Linked DNA regions of Rattus norvegicus: region 2 is linked to region 1. The links are chromatin contacts, called in public Hi-C maps. All regions are on one chromosome and are shown on one strand. Each heading gives the region's core, a stretch centred on a gene start, on an enhancer-like site or on the middle of the called end of the contact. The rest is flanking DNA. Distances are from core to core; before and after follow the strand shown. Region 1 overlaps Il2ra (interleukin 2 receptor subunit alpha). Region 2 holds the start of Rbm17 (RNA binding motif protein 17).

Evidence for each region. Hi-C and Micro-C count contacts between places; a contact is called where the count stands out from the background.
Region 2: a Hi-C map of the A7r5 cell line shows a contact between it and region 1, with 4 times the contacts expected there. The contact joins the promoter of Rbm17 here to the enhancer-like site in region 1. A contact is called at or near these places in 10 of 12 Hi-C or Micro-C datasets (the A7r5 cell line, Schwann cells, frontal cortex and 5 more) and 1 of 1 datasets of contacts at active chromatin or transcription factors (oligodendrocytes).

The regions. Positions count from the first base shown.
Region 1 is chr17:71,782,413-71,788,042 of GRCr8, forward strand. The region is part of intron 1 of Il2ra (interleukin 2 receptor subunit alpha); the gene reads right to left. Among named protein-coding and RNA genes, the nearest start is that of Il2ra, 23 kb to the right of the region's middle. Within about 2 kb of position 3,094, at least 36 of the 93 cell types and tissues checked have an H3K27ac peak or open chromatin away from gene starts, as enhancers often do. A contact at or near this core is called in the A7r5 cell line and liver, where this site is marked.
Region 2 is chr17:71,845,250-71,851,207 of GRCr8, forward strand. Rbm17 (RNA binding motif protein 17) reads left to right here and starts at 1,692. Exons shown (of 12, transcript NM_001013058.1): 1 at 1,692-1,806; 2 at 3,795-3,932. The coding sequence starts at 3,810. It also overlaps the pseudogene Psmc6-ps1.

The DNA.
Region 1 (5,630 bases), core at 1,844-4,343:
ACCCTAGCTTCAGAGGGTCTGACCCCCTCCCACCCCCTCCTCCAGATTAAAATTATTATAAAGAAAAAACCCACAAAAGCATCAGCTAATCCGAAGACCACAAGAAAATAGAGAGGCTATGGCAAACTGTGAGAAAACCACTTATTATGTATAGATGACAATATTTCTTCCCAGAATACGTAAAGACCTCCACAGCAGCACCAAAAGGCAAATGACTCCACAGATGAACAAACACTTGAATAGCCACGTTTCCACAGAAAACATGATTATCAAAAACACACAACTGAAGTGGCGCTCACCAAGCCGTTAAGAAAATACTGGGGGTGGAGAGAGAACTTGGCAGGTTAATATACTTGACACTCAAACCTGACGGCCTGGGTCCAATCAGCAGAACCCATAGAGGAAGGAGAAAACCCACTCCTGAAAGTTGTTTCCTGACCTCCACACATGTGTGCTTATGCACTTCATACACACACACACACACACACACACACACACACACACACAAATAATAAATAACTTAAAAAAAAATAGAACACAAATTGAAAACCACCATGAATATTGCCCATTAGGATGGGCAAAATGAAAAACAAAAACCAAGGTGTAGGATGATGTCATTATGCAGGTGAAGGCAGGTCCATGCTAGAACAAGGCCTGTCATTGGATGAGAAGGAAGGATGGGGCGGGAGGAAAGTTTTAGAGAGGAGGGGGGGGGAGAGGGAGAGGGAGAGGGAGAGGGAGAGGGAGAGGGAGAGGGAGAGGGAGAGGGAGAGGGAGAGGGAGAGGGAGAGGGAGAGGGAGAGGGAGAGGGAGAGGGAGAGGGAGAGGGAGAGGGAGAGGGAGAGGGAGAAAACATAGAGAAATTAGACCAGTGGTTTCTTGTGGTAGGCAGGATCAACCTGAAGGAGACAGCAAAAAGAGCTCGGTGTTATTCAAATGCTTGTGCACACAGTTGCCAAAACTCATCAAGTGGCTTCAGAGTCATACGGCTTCCCTATAAACAGTCTGTCTTACATACCGCACACATAATACTTAGTAAACTAAAACAAAGCCTGCGTGCTTGGGGTCTGGAGAGATGGCTCAGCTGTTGTTCTTAATCATGCCCCACCATCACAAGGACCAGTTTTTGGATCCCAGCACCTACGCAGCAGGCAGGATACTCCTGCAAATGCCCGTAACGCTAGCCCCGAGCGGCAGTGCAGACAGGAAGACAGCTTGGACATGCTAGCTTCCAGACTTAGCTGAGAAAGTATGAGCCTCGGGTTCAGGGAGAGACTCTGCCTCAAAGGAATAGGCAGGGACTGGCAAGCGGGAGAACTGAAATGTATTGTGGACTTTAATAACACTCAGGCATGTGCTCTTATACACACGCGTGTGCGTACACTCACACAGGCACAGGTACACACACGTTAAGTAAGCTAACATAGTAAATAAAGCCTTTTAAGAATAATTGCGAGTCGTCAAGGATTCATCTAAATCATATTTGGACTCTGGTACCAAACCACAGGCCAAGAAATCTTCCAAGTGCGTAACTTTGAAAAAGTTCCGATAAGTTATCTTTGGCATAACTTTGCACCCCTAGGCATTCTCCAGTGTGTGGTGGTGTTTTTCTGGGAATGGAAATTTCCACAGTCATCAGACACTAGTCCAGTGTCCAAGGAGGTCATGTGGGGACATGGATGTCCAAGGAGGTCATGTGGGGACATAGAGATAGTGGTAGAACTTTGTACTCTCATAGATTTTCCATTTCTAAAAGACCCTTCCTCTGAATTGCTTATAATTTTCTCCTCCTGAAAGGCCTTGCCAAATGTGTTCTAAAATTTATTCAAAGACTCTGATGCAGAAGAGCCCGTGGGAAATGCAACCCTGGAGACGTTTTCTTTTTAATCCCTTAAGAGAAAATCTGGGTTATTCTTATCTCTTCTCACTCTGTTGTCATAAAAGAAACATCATCACAACAGCCAAAAATGGAGTAAAAAATAATTTTTTACAAGAGAGGTCACAAAGGAGAATTTCATGTACACAACTCAAAAAAGGAACCCTAATTTATTGTCCAAAATAACACCAGGGGACAGGTGTCTTCGCTCTCTACTTTTACCTCCTGAACACCACAAAATCATTTTTCCCAAATTCACCTCCCAGGCCTTTTCCGCTTTAATTCTTGGGATACGGGATTCCCAGGAGAGCCTATCTTAGACTCTGAGGTATATGGATGTGGTTTTGCCTTTCATGTAGGCACAGGGTCAAAGAAGCAGCCAGCAGTTGTTAACCAACCCAATACAAGGGTTCGGATCAGAGATCTACACTGGGGAAGTTATGCCAAACTCTTCCAGGGTTGAACATGTTGCCCATCTTATGTCAGATTCACCACGAGGGGTAGTCCCATTCTCTCCAAATCTCTTTCCCCCGTCACTCTCCCTGAAATAAGACCATAATGCAGTGATTATCTGGGGATCTAGTGTCTTCGGGAATTTCCTGAACAAATGGAATACAAGACGTTCTAGGAACGTTTGACTCCTTCAGCTAATACTCTATAAAGTACTCGTGCTGATCCTGTGGTCGTGCAGATCACAAAGCCTCCTCCCTGCGGATGGCAGCACAGAACAGGTAGAGAGAGAATGGCGTTTGCTGAGGTTTGAATGTGGAAAGTCGGTCCTTAGGCGTCTATGCTTGAACACTTCGTCCCCAGCAGGTGGCGCTGTTTGAGACGATTGCGGAACTTTTAGGGGTAGCTCCTTGCTGTGGAATGAGGTCATTTGTGCTTTTCTCACCAACCCCCTCTGCTCCCAGGAAGAGACATCTACATAGAGTAACCAGATCACGGAACACAGACTTGGCTCAGTACTTCTTACCCTAACTGCCATCCTCTTTGCGTGGTTTTATTGCCTCGCCTCCACTCCTCAAACAGAAAAGCGTCCCCTTTGTTTTTTTAGCAGATTTTTTTTTTTTAGAAAGAGAATAAAACTAGAAATAATTGCGCCTTGACATACTTCTGTGTCCCTTGAATTAAACGGCAATACTGACAGTTGGAGCGGACTCGGAAGACAAATGGTTCTTTTATCAGTCAGACAGCGCCCCTAATGGAGGACCACAAGAGAGCTCACAATGGTGAACATTCAAACCACCTGAAGAAACAGCCACACAGGGGTGGCTAAACTGTAGGGACTGAGCACTACTCTTGCCCTCCAGTGCACACTGAGCAGAGCCTTGGCACTTTGGGGTGTGCCTTCAAGGTGGTTTGTATTTTGACTCCGGAGGAAAGGTGGGCGAGTGGGAAACACTGTGGGCTGGGAGACAGTAGCATTGTTTATCTATGATGTCTAAGATGAGAACTTATTGGACCCTTGTTCCCAAGGTAAATGACACGAGAGGTACAGAAAAGCAGAAGGGCTCCCAAAGAGAAAGTGAACAGAGTTTGAGATAGGATTCGTTGCTACCTGGGAGATTCAAGGAAACATTGTTTTGTCTGTAGTGCAGCCAGCACTGAGAAAGCCTTCTCCTTGGTGCCTCTCGCTTCTCCTTCTATGGGGAGTGAGGACTGAGATTAGAAATCACTCACCAAGCATGATTTCTGCTGGTCAGGCATTGACTGAGCTTTGTAGTCGACTCACAAATGTATCAAGAGTGTGAGTCACCTGATGAACAATCTGGCTTTTGCCTGAAACATCCCCTTCGGCATCAAATCCGATAAGAAAGCCAATGTCACAGATTTCTCCAGCCCAAATCAATGGTTGGCTTTAACAGTCGGTGTTTTATGGGTGAAAGCTAAGCCACAGAACACGGTGGACATCATTTAACACGATCAAATGCTCAGCGTGGGAGACTCATAAGGAAGAAACTGTCCTTTCTGTGCCCTGTCTGTGAATTGTGGCAAACCCTAAGGGAAGACCTGAGCTCCCCAAGTTCAGAGATCCTGCTTCTGTGTCAGAGAGATGTAACCTCCAGGAGACGGGATGCCCTTCCCCCTTTCTGGCAGCCATCATTTGCAGGGAGATGTCTCATCCGTCTAAGCTATCTGGGTACCAGGTGATGTTTATTGATGTTGTGGTTCAGTTTAGATCATTATCTATGAAGTCAGAGCACCCAGCCCCCCCCCACTTGGGTTTTTTTTTTAAATATGTAATAACAGATCTAATTTCCAAGCTCCGCTTTGTGTATATTACCTCCAGTACTCTGTGCAGCCACACAAGGGAGACAGTCTCACCCGGCTTCACACAGCTGGAGACGGAGGTCCCAGGAGCTCAGGCTACCCAAGCCACACTCTCATGGTGGTGGGAACTGAAAGCCAGGAGTCTAATGGCTGCCTTTATGTTTATCCTTAAATTTTTTTTCCCTTTTACCTCAGGAAATTGCTTCAAATAAGAAAACTCATGTGTGTTAGGAGAGATGTTACAAAGAGGGTGAGGACAGTATGAATCTCCAAAGTTAGAAATAAACACACACAAACCACCCCGTTTCCCCTTCTGACCTGCTTCTCTTAGTGACTGTTAACCATCCGAGCCAATTTCCATATATTCCTGATCTTCACATCAGCTCAGCTCTCAAGAGCCACAACACTCTGACTCCCTCTCCATTGACTTTCAAGAGTCTCATATAACCCAGCAATTGCCCACCTCTGTGGCAACAGCACCCTACCATTTCCCTCTGTACCACCTCTCTCTACCCTTCCAATGGCATCCCTAATACCATGGAAACAAAGAACTAACCTGAAGGGAAGCCCAACTTTGTGATTTACTGCGGATACAAGCCCTCTCTTTCCTCTCTTTCACCTAAATATGCTAAGTTCTTGGCAAGGAAGGTTGACTTCATTCTCGGTTTATTTTAAGCATCCAGGTGCCAATCAAATAGCAGGTGGCAGCTTCCTTGAACTGTCAATCAGCAATATGATGAAAACAGCATCCCAAATGCCTTAAGACATCGCCTTTCTCCCCACGGACTTGTCCTTCTGAGGTTTTTATATTGGTGCCTATTGGGAAGAATCCTGGTCCCTGCCTCAAAGCCAGCTTTGAGGTTACCTTCAACTGGATCCCATTCAGCTCCAACAAACAAGCTATCCTAGCAACTGTGAAACACAGTATACTATCTTCTTCTTTATTGTAACAGAATACTCAACAGAAGCAACCAAAGGAACGAAGGGTTTATCTCGCTCAGTGACTGCAGTTCATCATGGCGGGAGGTCTCAGCAGCTTCCTGAGCTAGAAAGCTGACCATGTTACATCCACAATCAGGAAGCAGAGAGTGAGGAATGCTAGTGACCAGTTAGCTTTCTCCTCTTAAGGAGGACCAGGACTACGGCCATTGGAAATGACACCACACTTTTTTGGTCTTCATACTTACTAACCTTATCTGGAAAATCCCTCAGATACGATTGGGATTTGCTATCATGATGATTCTAAATCCCCTCACGTAGACCAGGAGGTTAATCCTCACAAAGGCACTGCTGTGTTCAGTAGACTACAAGGAGGCTCTTTTGCTAGAAAGGATAGGAGGATAAGAATCCCTTGAAATAATAGCTCCTTGCCATATTATCAACAAAATCCTCCATGAGTCCTAAAGGCTGCTTAGATTACTTCCCAATCTTGTTCTGCTGTTGTTTTAGAAGTAACTGGTAGGTAAAGTCACAGGGCCAG
Region 2 (5,958 bases), core at 442-2,941, 61 kb after region 1:
TTTAATTTATTTTATTTATTACATTAAGTACACTGTAGCTGTCTTCATGCACACCAGAAGAGGGCATCAGATCCCATTACAGATGGTTGTGAGCCACCATGTGGTTGCTGGGATTTGAACTCAGGACCTCTGGAAGAGCAGTCAGTGCTCTAAACCACTGAGCCATCTCTCCAGCCCCCTCTTATTTTTTTTTCCTGCAATCGGGACTGTGTTATAAAATGTCATTTTAAACTTTTGTCCAGAAATCAACCCGCACACATTGTTGCTATTTGATTTCTTTGTGTTTATCTGCCATAAACAGGTGCATTTCCCCAGTCTTGCATTTTCAGACTTTCAGAATTACTTAAATGCATTCTTATAAATCAGATTATAATGTTGGCGTGTTCACTCGTGCCAGGATTCACCTAATCCTCCACAGTTTCTGTGATGGCTGTTCCAGGTTGTCAACTTGACTACATCTGGAATGAACCACAACCCAGAAATGGAGGACACACCTGTGATCTGGATCTTGAGACTGGAAGACACAGGCTTCTGACTTGGATCTTGGCATGGAGATCATGAGACAGTGTCTATGAAAAGCTTAGGCCCAGGCAAGATAGTACATGCCTTTAATCCCAGGAGACTGAGGCAAGCAGTCCTGAGTTCAAGGCCAGTCTGGGACAAAGCAAGTTTTAGATCCAGGTGTAGAGCTTGAGGACATAAGACAATGGAAGAAGGAAGACTCAGTCTTCTTCTTCTTTGCCTGCTTGCACTTACTTGCCAGTACCTCTGTTGGGACCTCCTTCTTCAGATTGCAGCTTATAGAGAAGAGCGGCTTAAACGACCTACCTTGTGGGACTGAGCAACTACTAGACTCTTGGATTTCCCATTCACAGCTGCCCGTTGTTTGGTTAGTTGACTACAGACTGTCTGTCATTGCAATAAATTCATTTAATACATAGAGATATTCCATAAACTCTCTGATTATTGAAAACCCTGACTAATACAGTTTTATTAGCTTGATCTTTCTTCCTTTCTTTCTTTCTTTCTTTCTTTCTTTCTTTCTTTCTTTCTTTTCTTCTTCTCCTTCTCCTTCTCCTTCTCCTCCTTCTCCTTCTTTTTCTTTGTGGTTGTTGTTATTTTTCAAAATAGGGTTTCTGTGTAGTCCTGGCTGCTCTGGAACTCACTGTGTAGACACCAGCCTGTCTTCGAACTTAGAGACCAGTCTGTCTGCCTCTGCCTCCCGAGTGCGAGACTAAAGGCGTAGGTCACGACCACCCAGTTATAGGTTGAAATAAAATTTACCCATGGGAAAAAAACACGTTTACACAGAGCCCTGGTTTTTCTATAGTGTTTACATTCTTTCTCTGAAGACCCAGCTTCAATGCTATTCTGCAATATCTCGCCTTCAGAGTTGTATTTCCACCGTTTAGTATATAAAAGAGTGGTTGAGAATGAATAACTAGAGCTTAGGAAGGGATTCTCTTGGCTCCTGAACTCAAGGTCTGAAGGCACATGAATCTCGAAACCTTGTGCCAACGGCGCCATCTCTTGGCCGGCAGAGACGGGATGCAGTGTAGTCCTCCGGTCAGCAGGGTGCAGTGCGACCTGGGCAGTGCAGCTTTGCTTCCGCGAGTCGCACGCAGGCGCAGACGTGTACTCCCGGCAGCCCCCGCTCTCCTACCCCGCGCGGTGCATCACTTTGCGGACTCGGTGGAGGCTCGGTGCTGCGGCGGGCTCCGGCGGTGGGCGGGCTTCCGCGCAGGGCGGCCGGGCTCGGCGCTGCCGCCGCCGTGGCCCATGGGCACAGTCGTCTCGGAAGGCCGGGTGAGTGGCGCCGCGGCGGCCCTGGCAGGCGGTTCCGATCTGGAACGGAGACTCGGGTGAGCGCGCCTTCACGGATGCGCTGGACGCGAGGCCGCGGCTCTAGGCCGCGCCGTAAGGGGCGCGGGGATGCGGGCGCGGCACCCCGAGCTACCCGGGGGTTCCCAGCCCTCCACGGTAGGCTCCTTCAGCCTGCCATGCTCCCCTGGGCCGCCTAGATCTCCCCTCCACCTGTCGCGGTCCTCTTGACAGGAAGAACGTTCCTTTCTCCTCTTCATGGCCCATGTCCAGACCAAGGTGTTGAGTCGCTAGACCCCAGTAACCCAAGGTGCCTCGGGCCTCATGAACGGAGAGGCCAAAAACAAAAACAAACCCCCAAACTTGTTTCCTCCAGAGCACCTTAAGTGAGGGTAGAGGACGTTGTCTCACCTGGCTAGAGAGAGACAGTTGTAACCCCCGGCATGCTCAGGTCTGTGTTAAGGGAAGTTCATGTCCCTCCGCTAGCTTTTGAGCTTCTTCTACTTGGACCAGTTGCACTATGACTGCGTGCTTCAAGCTCAATGCTTCTCCAGGGGTTAGATCTCTTAAGAAGCGTGTTCGAAAACCCAGGGCTGGATTGATCCGAAGAACCAGAGTACAAGCTGGAAAGACCTGGAAGAGGAGCCGATGTTTATTCAGTTTAGAGGAGTTTTCTTACAAGGGCAGATCGGGAAAGGCTGCACCAATGAGGGAGTGGGGAAGCAACAGCCGAGGAGCGCTGTAGAGTATTCTGCAGTTTTAGACGGTGACAAGGGATGAAGAGGGGTTTAGAGGGGTGACCATCCATTGAGAAGTCAGGAAGGGAGGACCGTTGACATAAATTCTTATTGGTAAGGGTATATAAGGGTGGAAAGTATGGTTTTCTAGATGATTCCGCTTGTTCTCAGCATAGGTGAGGCCTGTCTCTCTGCAACAGGTGTCTTTTTTAGATCACGTGAGCACATTTATACTGGGATAAGCTGTAAGCATTTCGAGATAACAAAGTTTAGTAAATAAAGTAACCTAGCCCAGGGTAGCATATGCCTGGAACTCCAGTGCTTAGAAGGTGCAGGCAGATCAGGAGTTTTAGGACAAGTCACATGTGGAAAATACAGGAGTCATTTTTCTCCTACCGTATGGGTTCTCATTGACACCCCCCCCCATTTGTTATTACAAACCTCCCCTCCCCCCAACATGAATTTTTCACATATCCTTCCAACAGGGAACAGTTCACTCTAGTAGGTAATTCTACAAGTCAGAACAGTACAGAAATCTGCTCTGCCGTTGGCTTCAGTTACGAATTGCTCTGCTTTTGATAGGCTGTGGCCTATGGTATCTTGGTAATGTGGATGGGAAATTTAAACTGTTGGAGATAGTTACATGTGGAGGGGAATAAATGATTCTGTAAAATGTCATCCTTTTTTTAAGCCCTAAGTATAAGATAGAAATTGTGTTGTGGATCAAGCTAACAGGGGTAGACTTGTGATTGTGGCTACCTCCAGAATTTACTAAAACCCAGTGGCTGGCCACACTGGTGAGGGATTTTTTTGTGTGGTTTGTTTGTTTGTTTGTTTGTTTTGAGACAAGGTTTCTTTTTGTAACAATCTTGGCCCTCATGGGACTCAGAAATGGTTCTGAGCCACCATTACAGTTCAGTTGTTGGGAACTGAACTCAGCACCTCTGGAAAAGCAACCAGTACTCTTAACCACGGAGCCATCTCTCTACCACCTGGTTAATAACCATTAATAATGCCCCAAACAGAGATTGTCCATCTTACTTCATTATCTATTTTGTAACTGAAGGTTTTACTCTAGAGGACTGTTTTTAAAATAGTGCCTAGGAATAGTTTTGCAGGTTAGAAAGAACCTTGCACTTGTGACAGCAGGGACCGTGGTACAGCTATTTTAACAGAGATGTTCATAACTTGCTTCTGTTTTGCATTATTTAGTCTCTGCCCTTGCTTGTCTTTCAGTATTAAACCAAAAAGATGTCCCTATATGATGACCTGGGAGTGGAGACCAGTGACTCAAAAACTGAAGGCTGGTCCAAAAACTTCAAGCTTCTGCAGTCCCAGCTCCAGGTGAAGAAGGCAGCTCTCACTCAAGCCAAGGTAAAAGCAGGCCCAAGCAGGAGTGGGAAAGTCCACTGAGCTCCTTGAGAACAGCTTAGTTTAAGCTTGCCCCCTTGTTGGATAAATGCAAAATAGTGGATGGGGAGAGGGGTGGAGAGTTGATTACTTTACTTCTCTTGGCTCTTGGAACTAACAGGACAGTTTCATGGAGTAGGAATGAAACTCAGTCGCAAGACTGGCTTTAGACCGGAGGATGTCGGAGACTGACTTTGAACTGTTTTCAGATGATGCTTTCATACCGTGGTCCTAATATCCTCTGGCACTTCTGGTCTAGGCTGGGTCCCCCTAGTTTGTTGTAGGAAGCTTGGAATTGAGCTTTGCACGATAATCAGCGCCACAGTGTGCACCACGAAAGGCTCTGGTGTTTGTGAACATACCCAGCATGTGTAGTCATAGGTGGGAATTGCTCATCTGTGTTAGACATGGCATTGTCTTTAAAATTTCTTTGTTTCTATGTTTCTTTTTGACACAAGATCTCAATATTTGTCCTTGAGCTGTCTGTGTAGACCAAGGTGGCCTCAAATTCAGAGATGTGCCTGCCTCTGCCTCCCAAACTCTGGGATCAAAGGTGTGTACCACCACACCCAGCTGTGCAGATATTTTAATGTCAGCTATTAGCAATTGTCTTGAGATTGCACATAGATTTTAATCAGTCAGAATGGAACATTACTTTAAACCATCTGCTAACCTTCTGACATGAGTTTTGAGGACTATCATCTGTGTGGTTGATTTCTTATGAGGAAGTGAAGTTACATTGTATTGTTTCTCTTGGGCTCTTTGGTGAATTTCTCAGAGTACTAACCAAACTTTTAAAAATACTTGGTATGGAAAAATTTACCTGTATCTGAAAGGTGAAGGTTTGATTTCATTTGTATTTCATTTTTGAAAAATTAAATTTTAAAATGACTAAATAAGTGATTGACATAATGCCCATTATGGAAAGTTAGGGTTTATATTGTGGTTTTGTATATAATACCTTGATGATATGCTGTTTGCCTAGAGCACCATTAAAATCCAGAGAGCTCAGACTTCCTGATAAGAATGAAAGTTTGTACCACTTTAAATTTTAAAACCGAGAAGTTAAACTTTGGTGATCACCGTCAGTCCGTCCGCATGATCTGCCATGGCATCCTGGCAACCTGAGGATTTGGTGGTGTTCACCAGCTTGCTGTACGATATTCTTGTCTACTACCTTTAACCTCAACCTAAACAGGTTTTAGATCTGCTAGAACTTAGAGCTGTAAGTTAGGGAGACATATGTAGCAGCACTTGTAATAACAGTGTCCCAGAGAAAAACAAAGAAGATGGAGGTGGTGTGTGCTGAAGATTTGGAAATCAAAAGCACGTTTAGGAAACAGGGAGGGGTGGTGAGGCGGCTCGGTGAGTGACAACGCCTGATGACCCAAGTTGGATCCCTAGAACCCTATAGTGTAAGAAGAGACCCGGCCCTCACACATGCATGCACACCCAAGTATGCATGCATACAAACATACATATAGACAGGCAGACAGACAGATTGAATAATTGTTGTCTGGTTGGGGTAGTCATTCTAAAAGAAGTAGGATAGGGCTTGCCCTCTGGAGACAGACAGGTAGGTCTGTAAGTTTAAGGCCAGCCATAAAGTGGCCACACTTACTATAAACTGTATAGATAGAGGAAATCTGCTTTTAAAAAAGAGCAAAAGGGAATGAAGCTGTAGCTCAGTTGGGAGTGTTTGCCTAGTTTCCAGGAAGGCCTGTGTTGAAGCCCCTGTGTATAAACTGGGTCTGCTGCTCAGTCAGCACTCAGCGGTGGAGGGAGGAGAACAGGAGTCCAGGTTCATCATCGGCTGCAGAGGGCACTGGAGGCAGCCTGGGCTCCCTAAGACCCCTCAGCAAACAGTAAGCACACTGATTGTGTTAGACTCTTAACTGCTTTAAGGATGATTTTATCTCAGCCAAAGGTTTGTTACAGAGACCAGAAAAGGTGTCTTTGTTGCAAGTACCATGAATTTTAATTTGGATGT